Linked DNA regions of Hordeum vulgare: all the other regions are linked to region 2. A link is a contact called in public Hi-C data. All regions are on one chromosome and are shown on one strand. Each heading gives the region's core, a stretch centred on a gene start, on an enhancer-like site or on the middle of the called end of the contact. The rest is flanking DNA. Distances are from core to core; before and after follow the strand shown. Region 1 holds the start of LOC123404596 (auxin response factor 8-like). Region 2 has its middle 220 kb from the start of LOC123406039. Region 3 has its middle 200 kb from the start of LOC123406039.

The links. Hi-C and Micro-C count contacts between places; a contact is called where the count stands out from the background.
Region 1: a Hi-C map of seedling shows a contact between it and region 2, with 3 times the contacts expected there. The contact joins the promoter of LOC123404596 here to the enhancer-like site in region 2. A contact is called at or near these places in 2 of 6 Hi-C or Micro-C datasets (leaf and seedling) and 1 of 1 datasets of contacts at active chromatin or transcription factors (embryo).
Region 3: a contact with region 2 is called in a Hi-C map of seedling, with 6 times the contacts expected there. The contact joins two enhancer-like sites. A contact is called at or near these places in 2 of 6 Hi-C or Micro-C datasets (leaf and seedling).

The regions. Positions count from the first base shown.
Region 1 is chr6H:379,380,733-379,383,432 of MorexV3_pseudomolecules_assembly, reverse strand. It overlaps LOC123404596 (auxin response factor 8-like), which reads right to left and starts at 1,437. Exons shown (of 3, transcript XM_045098534.1): 1 at 213-1,437; 2 at 1-117. The coding sequence starts at 1,433.
Region 2 is chr6H:379,025,183-379,027,882 of MorexV3_pseudomolecules_assembly, reverse strand. No RefSeq gene overlaps it. Among protein-coding and RNA genes, the nearest start is that of LOC123406039, 220 kb to the right of the region's middle. Within about 2 kb of position 1,367, at least 2 of the 3 cell types and tissues checked have open chromatin away from gene starts, as enhancers often do. A contact at or near this core is called in leaf and seedling, where this site is marked.
Region 3 is chr6H:378,610,528-378,613,227 of MorexV3_pseudomolecules_assembly, reverse strand. No RefSeq gene overlaps it. Among protein-coding and RNA genes, the nearest start is that of LOC123406039, 200 kb to the left of the region's middle. Within about 2 kb of position 1,262, at least 3 of the 3 cell types and tissues checked have open chromatin away from gene starts, as enhancers often do. A contact at or near this core is called in leaf and seedling, where this site is marked.

The DNA of each region.
Region 1 (2,700 bases), core at 188-2,687, 360 kb before region 2:
CTTGCGCGGCGGCGAGAAGGAGGCGAGGTGCATAGCCGGCATGCTCGACACGATCTCGACCAGCCACGGGCTGACCCGTTTCACATTCTGGAGGAGGTCCGGCTCGTCCCAGGTCACCTGCGCATTCACCAATTTGAGAAGTAAGCGAAACCTGTCAAGGAAGAGAAAGCAAACTGAATGATTTGTTTGTCGTGCTTTAGTGCCGGCCGTACCTGAAGAAGCCTCCACGGCGACTGCGGCCAACGGGTGGGGTGGGCGACCTGGACGCCGGCGACGGTGCCCATGAACCAGCTGATGCGGGACGAGTCCTCGGTCTCGAATGCCATCTTGAACCGCATCCCGGGGCACCACTGCACCCGCATCGCCGCTCGCACTGCTGCGGCGCGCACGCAGAACTCCGGTGTGCTGGCGCGCGGGAAGTACACGACCTCGAACGGCTGTCCACTGCCCGCCAGCCTCGCCGCCTCGACCACGTCCTCGGCGCGCACCTTGCCCCGAGTGCACGGGCTCGCATTGCCTCGCATCGGACCTGAATAGTACCGGCCCCAACCGGTTAAAGACAAGGATCCCTCCTCCGCACCGCGGAACCCGCGCTTGGCGCGCCGGATGCCCACGTGGAGGTCCCCGCCGTCGCCGCGTAGGAACACGATGGAGTCGCCGGCCACGAGCTTCTTCCGGTTCACGAACGCGCTCCAGCCCGTGGTGAGCAGGTGCCGGCGCGGGGTGCCCCGGTAGATGTGGCGGAACTTCCACGCAGTCCCATGCACGTCCTTGGCAATGACGGTCTGCACGGGCGGGTCGGCGGCGTAGTCCAGCCGCGGGAAGATGGTCTCGGCGCAGTACCTCGGTACCGAGAAACCCCCGCCGTTGTTGGCGTCGGACTGCGTCAGAGTCTTGGCGAACGACGCCGGCTTCTCCTGCTCGCCGTCAGCCGCCACCGCGGCATCATCCTGGACATTGCCATCCGCGTCCGTGTCGCCAAGTGGGGCGAGGAGGATCCTTGCGAAGACCTCGTCGGTGTGTGTGTCGGCCATGTACAGTACGGCAGCGACGCGGCAGGGCACGAGCGCTGGGACGCGCGCCGCGGAGAGATCGGCCCCAGCGTCTAGGCCAAGCGCGTGCTCGGCGTGGCCTTGCGGGAAGTAGTAGACGCTGCAGCCCACCGGCGGCACGGTGCACATGCCGCCCGCGCACGCCAGCCACAGCTGCCGGTCAACGCGCCGCTCGGCGCCCGGCGGCGGCTCCGTCAGGTCCGCGAACGTGATCATCGGGAGAGCACCAACGGCCGAGCGAGGTGGAGGGTTTTCTGGGAGTGGCGATGGACTGGTGGCGCGATGGGTGGGAATCGGAGGTAGAAGCGGAGGCGAGCAACGAACGAGTGGTGCCGTTCCTGCTGTAACTCTCACAACGAACGGCTTACGAGTCCCATTCATCAGCGAGTGGGAGACAGAGTGGCTCGACCGGTTCGTGGATATAGTCGGATGGCGCATTGCTAGGAAGCAGGGCGCGGGACCAGTGGCTACAAGCACGCCCGCACAAGTGTGAGTTTCAGTGTGTGTTAGCACTGCACCGTACTGGTGCGGGCAAGACCATCGTGGACAAACCGCCTGGTGTGTTGCTAGGATGATGTTACACTAACTCCAACTCACGATCCTCGATTTTGTTCATTTGGGTAGGGTAATTGGTCAGCATACAAAATGGTCAAGACCTAAGCTTCACATCGGTAACAAAACCAGCGGCCTGTCGGGGTCATGAAAATGATCGTGACAATAGCAGGGATACGAATGAGAGGCGAAACCTAGCTATGGCGCAGTGAATACACTCGGATGTACGAGTTCGGGCCTCATTCTGGAGTGGTAACAACCCTACATATCGAGCCGTGCGGATGATGATTTCTTATGGGGTATGTGATAGTACATGATGTTGAACCCTCAGTCAGGAGATCGGGGTGGCTTATATAGAATGCGCCACGACCGGCCGAGCCTCATTACAAGGGTGAGTTAATGCTAATAACTATGAAAAGTTACTAGAAACGGCAGCTCGAACTCCAATGTAACTCGTAACGCATGTCTTCACTGCACTTCATGTGATAGTTTAACTCTGTAGCCGTTGCAGTCCCTTCGTTGTCCACGCCTTGCTGTAGTCCGAGTGTCGGCATACATCCGACTGACACGAAACTATCCGAGTGACCTTGTGCTAGCCGAGTGAAGATATGATCGCCCGAGTAAGGTCATGATTGCACCGGTGGCTTTTGGGACGTGAATGTCCATGTAGGGTTTTAGGCAGGCCTAGAGATGCAGGTCCGTAGGACTACCCCTAATGTACAACCCCGTTAGTAGTCACCGAATCAGTTGAGGTTTTTATGGCCGAGTAGAAGGCACTCTTTGGAGCCCTCGATGTCTCATGGACGCCGAGGTTGTAGCTCGAGGCTACATCACTCGGGCTCTGAGTAAACCACTCCGGGTTCAAGAGCGAAAGATTCTGAGTGTTGGAGCATGTCGGCATGCTTCCGATCAGTAATAATTGAATACCTTTCGGGAAGATAGATTTAATGATTCGGATGATCGGAAGCTTGGGGCTCCGATTGTCCAATCGGCGAGGTAGGACACGTCCCACTCGTGCTACGGTACGGGTGATCTGATTACCTTCTTGTGTTGTTCGAATGCTTGGGATCCCACGGAAGGACTAGTGGCAGGGTAT
Region 2 (2,700 bases), core at 118-2,617:
TCTCCATCAAGTCCGGTCATGCCCGCGGCGATCTTGAGTGCAGCAACATCGAGGTGAGCGAGCCTGGCGATGGCTGCATGATCTTCGTCGGAAAGGGGCTCGTCAAAACGGTGGATGAGCGCGTGCGCCCTAATAATTGAAGTGTTACCACCGTGTGATGGCGTCATCTTTGCTAAGTGAAGGGGCTATCAGAATATCATGATGAAGATTGACTGCGTGGAGATCGTGAACCTTTCGAACTCTCGTCATAATTTCCCCTTGGCCGCGCCTTCGCTTCTTCTGGAAACTACTAAGAAATATATATCTTATTGTTTTTTTGTTCAATCTACCTAGATCTTATAATCTCTCGGCTAATTTTGCATTAGCGAGGTCGAGGTTTGGACTGATACTAAACCTCCTTTCCTAGTTAGTAGTATTGTCACAAGGGCGCTTTCGTTGTATAAAGATTTCCAAATTGTGGGAGAAAAAATGTTGTATTTTAATACGGGACTCCCTGAATCAGGCCTCGCATTTTCGCTGGCCGGCAGCGCTACAAATGGAGAATGTTTGAAGTCGGCGCGCCGGCCGAACCGTTTGGCCGATCATGCGCGACCCGCACGGGTGGCTAGCCCAGTCACGAAGCATTTTTCGTCCAGATTTACTGCAACCGGCGTTTAAATTTGCTACAGGCGTTTTTCATTTGTTATAATTTGTTCATTAAAAAAATTACATCCACGTTTGGTTGCAACCCGAGTTCGTCGGATTTTTTTGCTACAACCTGCGTTTGATTTTTTGCAACAAACGATGTTAATTTTGTTACAATCGGTATCATTTTTTGCTATAACCGTTCACTAAAAAAGCTGCATACGCGTTCGTCGGAGTTGTAACCCAAGTTCATCTGATTGTTTTGTTATAATCTATATTTTTATTTTGCTACCACGCATTATCAGCTTCTTTTTTTGCTTCGACCACGTTGATATTTTTTTCTACGACCCTATTTTTGCTACATCCATGGCCAAAGTTTGCTACATCGTTGTTTATTTTTACTTTAATCGATGATTTTTGTTGCATGAACAGATTTGACAGTCAAACCAGATTTGATCTGACGGATCGGATGATTCGTGTTCCGCTGATCGAAAGTTTCGGTCCGCGTGCCGACGCACAGCAGTGCCCTGCTAGAGAGGGGACATTTGCACGCATGCACTCGGCTTCAGCAACTCCTCGAAGACACGGGAAAAATGAAAAGAGTCTGAGCTTTTTTTTTTCTTTTTGAGGATAAAAGAGGCTGAGTTGGAACGTGTGCCTCGGAACAAAGATTCCCATGGTGGCCAGAGCACAGAAACGTGTATACCGCCGGACCCACGTGCCCGGCACTGGCACGAGGAGTCGCCGGCTCGCCGGTCACGCCCACATGCCCGTGCCGTCCTCCGGCCTCTGCGCGCGGTGCCAGCTGCGAGAAACCACGCGACGCGATGCCGGGGATCCGTGCTGTTATTAGCTGCTTTGACTTGCTGTTTTGCTAATCCCGTATGGATGGATCGAGCTACCTCGTCAAGATGCGAGCGAGAGCGCTGGCTAATGCGGTGCGGAGATTTGATGCACATGCTCGTGTTGGCGTGTGCTTCGGCACATGCCAAAGCTGAAATCTCAAAAATAAATAAACAGTAACAACTGTTACACGTGTAATACGAAGTAACATGACTCAAACACAATCATTATCATCCATCTTATTATACCAAACATATAACATCAGCGATATTTTTTTTGAACATAAAATATTTTATTCGTTAAATAAAAATGTAATGAAAAATTTATTTTCATCATTAATTCCGTCTCGAGACAATCTTTAAAACTAGATTACATATTGATATATTTCAATGATATTTTTTAAACTAAAAGTTGTCATGATGTTTACATTGAAGTTGCTATAGTGTTTACATTATAGTTGTCATGATATATTATATTTAGTTTTTTTCTTGATTTTAAGATACCATTATATTTCAACTATTTTTTACAACAATTTTTATTAATTGACCATGGTAATTTTAGTAATTAACCATGATAAATTTATATCATGGATCATGCAATTTTCAATAATTCATTAAAGAAAATTTAGTTTATAGATCATAACAATTTTAATATTTTGACCTTGAAAATTATAGTACTTGGCCATGTAAACTATCTTTTATATAAACCATGGTAAATTTTAGTGCATCTATCATGGCTAATGGAAAATTTAAAGAACTCACCATGGCAATTTAAGTTATGGTTCGTAGAAAATTCGAATCATTGATCATTCATATTTAAAATAATTGATGATGAATTTCTTTTAAATTATGAACGATGTCAAAATTATTTCATGGATTATGGCAAATTTTAGTAATTCACCATGAAAATTTTAGTTTCTTAATTTTTTACAACATGTCAAAATTTACTTTAAACTAAGAAAAAAATCAAAATATGTCATGCCAACTTCAGTGTAAACACTTTGCTAATTTATATGCAATAGACATGATAACCTTTAATAAAAAAGTCGTCCAAATATGTCGATACGAGGTCCGAAAGATCTCGTCGCGAGGGATTTAATTATGAAAACGTTTTTTTATTGGATTTTTTGACTTAAGAAATAAAATAAATCTCGTTGTTTCAAATAACAATCACGTTGAACATTTTCAAATAGATCCAGTTAGAGTTGGCACTACATTCCAACCTTCTCATGCC
Region 3 (2,700 bases), core at 13-2,512, 410 kb after region 2:
AGAAAAATACCGTGAACCGGTTTTTCCTTTTTCATTTTTCTTTATTCTTTTCTGTTTCTGTCTCAAAAAATGTTCTCTATTTTCAAAAACTGTTTTTGAATATTCAAGAAATGTTCATGAATTTCAAAAAATGTTCTATATTCTCCAATAATTGTTTTTGGTTTCAAAATTTCTTCTTAAGATTCAAATTTGTTTTAAGTTTCAAAAAAAAAATCTTAAGATTCAAAAATTGTTTGTGCTTTAGAAAAATTCGTGCTTTCAAATTTGTTCAGAATTTTTCAAAATTGATCTTGGTTTCAAAATTTGTTCTCAAAATTCAAAATACATTCAAGTTTTAAAAATTTGTTCGCGCTTCCTAATTTGTTTGGGGTTTTCCAATTTTTTCTCATTTTCAAAATTAATTCTCAAGATTCAAAAAATGTTTGTGCTTTAAACAATTTGTTCACGTTTTTTAAAAATTGTCCTTGGTTTCAAAGTTTGTTCTCAAAATTAAAAACTGTTTGTGCTTCCAAATTTGTTCAATTTTTTAAAATTGTTCTCGGTTCAAAATTTGTTCTCAAAATTCAAAAACAAATGGTGCTTCAAAATTTTGTTCGGGATTTTTCAAAATTGTTTTCTTTTCCAAAAAAAAATCGCAGGATTCAATAAATGTTTTTTCTTTAAAAAATTGTTGATGCTTCTAAATTTGTTCCAATTTTTAAAAATTGTTCTCGGTTTCAAAATTCATTCTCATAATTCAAAAAAATTACATGCCTTAAAAATTTGTATGCGCTTTCAAATTTGTCCGTGGTATTTAAAAATTGTTCTATTTTTCAAAAAAAATGCCAGATTCAAAAAATGTTCGCGCTTCCAAATTTGTTCGCGTGTTTAAAATTGTTCTCGGTTTCAAAATTTGGTCTCAAAACTAAAAGAAAATTCGTGCTTGAAAAATTTGTTCGTGCTTTCATAAAATTTCAGGATTTTTCAAAATTGTTCTCCCTTTCAAAATTTTGTTCTAAAGATTAAAAAATGTTCATGCTTTATAAAATTGTATGCACTTCCAATTTGTTCACATTTTTCTGAATTGTTCTTCAAATTAGAAAGTTGTTTTTGCTTGAAATATAAAAAGAAAAGCAAAAAGGAAAAAACGATCCAAAAAATTAAAAAAAAACAGAGCAGCAAATAGGTAACAGAAAAATCAAACTGGGCCGGCCCAGTCGGGGCTCCCCTTGTGCGGCGCAGGGGCTTCCTGCCGCACTGAGCGGCAGGTAGGAGCTCCCTTGGTTGGCACCCAGCATCAATACTTGATCCAGCATGCTAGCACGTATGCTATGAGTAGCCTGCTGCGACAAAAAGAAAATCGGCTCGGCCGCAGGGAGCTAGAACTAGGCGAGCACAATAACTAGCAGTCGTGGTGTGCTCATATCATGATAATCAAGCAAGTTTTTCATTCTCATTTTTACATTTATACTTTTGATTATAGTTTTGAATTATTTTTTATTTTTTAATCTTGCATTTGAAAACTGTTCAAACATGTACTGAAAAATGTTTTTTGTTGTATACTAAAAATGTATAAATGTGATTATAAAAGTAGAAAATGTTGATCATGTATATGAAAAATGTTAATTGTATGTATGACTTTTTTGTGACAAGTATAAAATGTAGCACATTTCAGAAGAAATAGATGTGACATTTAAAGAATGATTGTACAAATATAAATGTAAATCAATAAAAATGTTTGTACGCTGAAAACAATGGACGTTAGATTTCAAAAGATCTTCACAAGTTTCAAAAATGTGTGTGTGACATTTTGAAAAAACTACAATCGACGAAATTTTTGTGTAGTTCATAAAAATGTTAAAAATATTTGGACATAAGTTCAGAAAATATAATTTAAATGTATTTGAAAATATATTGTAAACTTATTTCTTTATAAAAATATGTAATATGTATTTATAAAAATATTAAACTTGTATAAAGAATATATTATAAATGTATATAAAAATTTCATGTGTATGAAACAAAAGTAGACATGTATTAAAAGACAAACACAATGAAAACCAACAAAATAAACAAACATAAAAGCGAGAAAATTGGAAAATACCTAGAAAGAAATAAAGAAAACCAAAGTTTAAAAAGTAAAAATAGGAAATACTGAAAAAACTAATAAAACAGACACATAAAAGAAGAAAACGCAAAAACAAATGTGCAAAAACGAACAAACGAAAAGGAAAATAGGACCGAACACATTGACTGAACGAGAAAAACTGATTTTTTTCGTAAATTCGAAAGAACTTTTGTGGATTTGAAAAATATGTCCATGAATTTGAAAACTGTTTTGGATTTAAAAAATCTTCATGCATCCAAAAATTCTTTGTAAAATGTTCGTTAATTCAAAAGTGTTTGTGGTTATTTGAAAATGTTCAGGAATTCAATCATTGTTCGAAAATATTAAAAGACATGAATTCAAGAAGTCATCATGTATTCAACAATCTTCATGACTTAAAAAAAAGTCTGCGAATACAAAAAATGTACATAAATACAAAAACTTTAGCGAAATATAAAATGTTCAGGATTCACAATATTTTCATTTAGTTCAAAGATGATAATGATTCAGGGAAAAAATCAGGAAATTACAGTATGTTTATGTGTTCGGAAAATCTTTGTGATGTCAATAAATTTTCGGGAGTTTTAATGTTTTTTCTTCTAAAAATTCTTGTG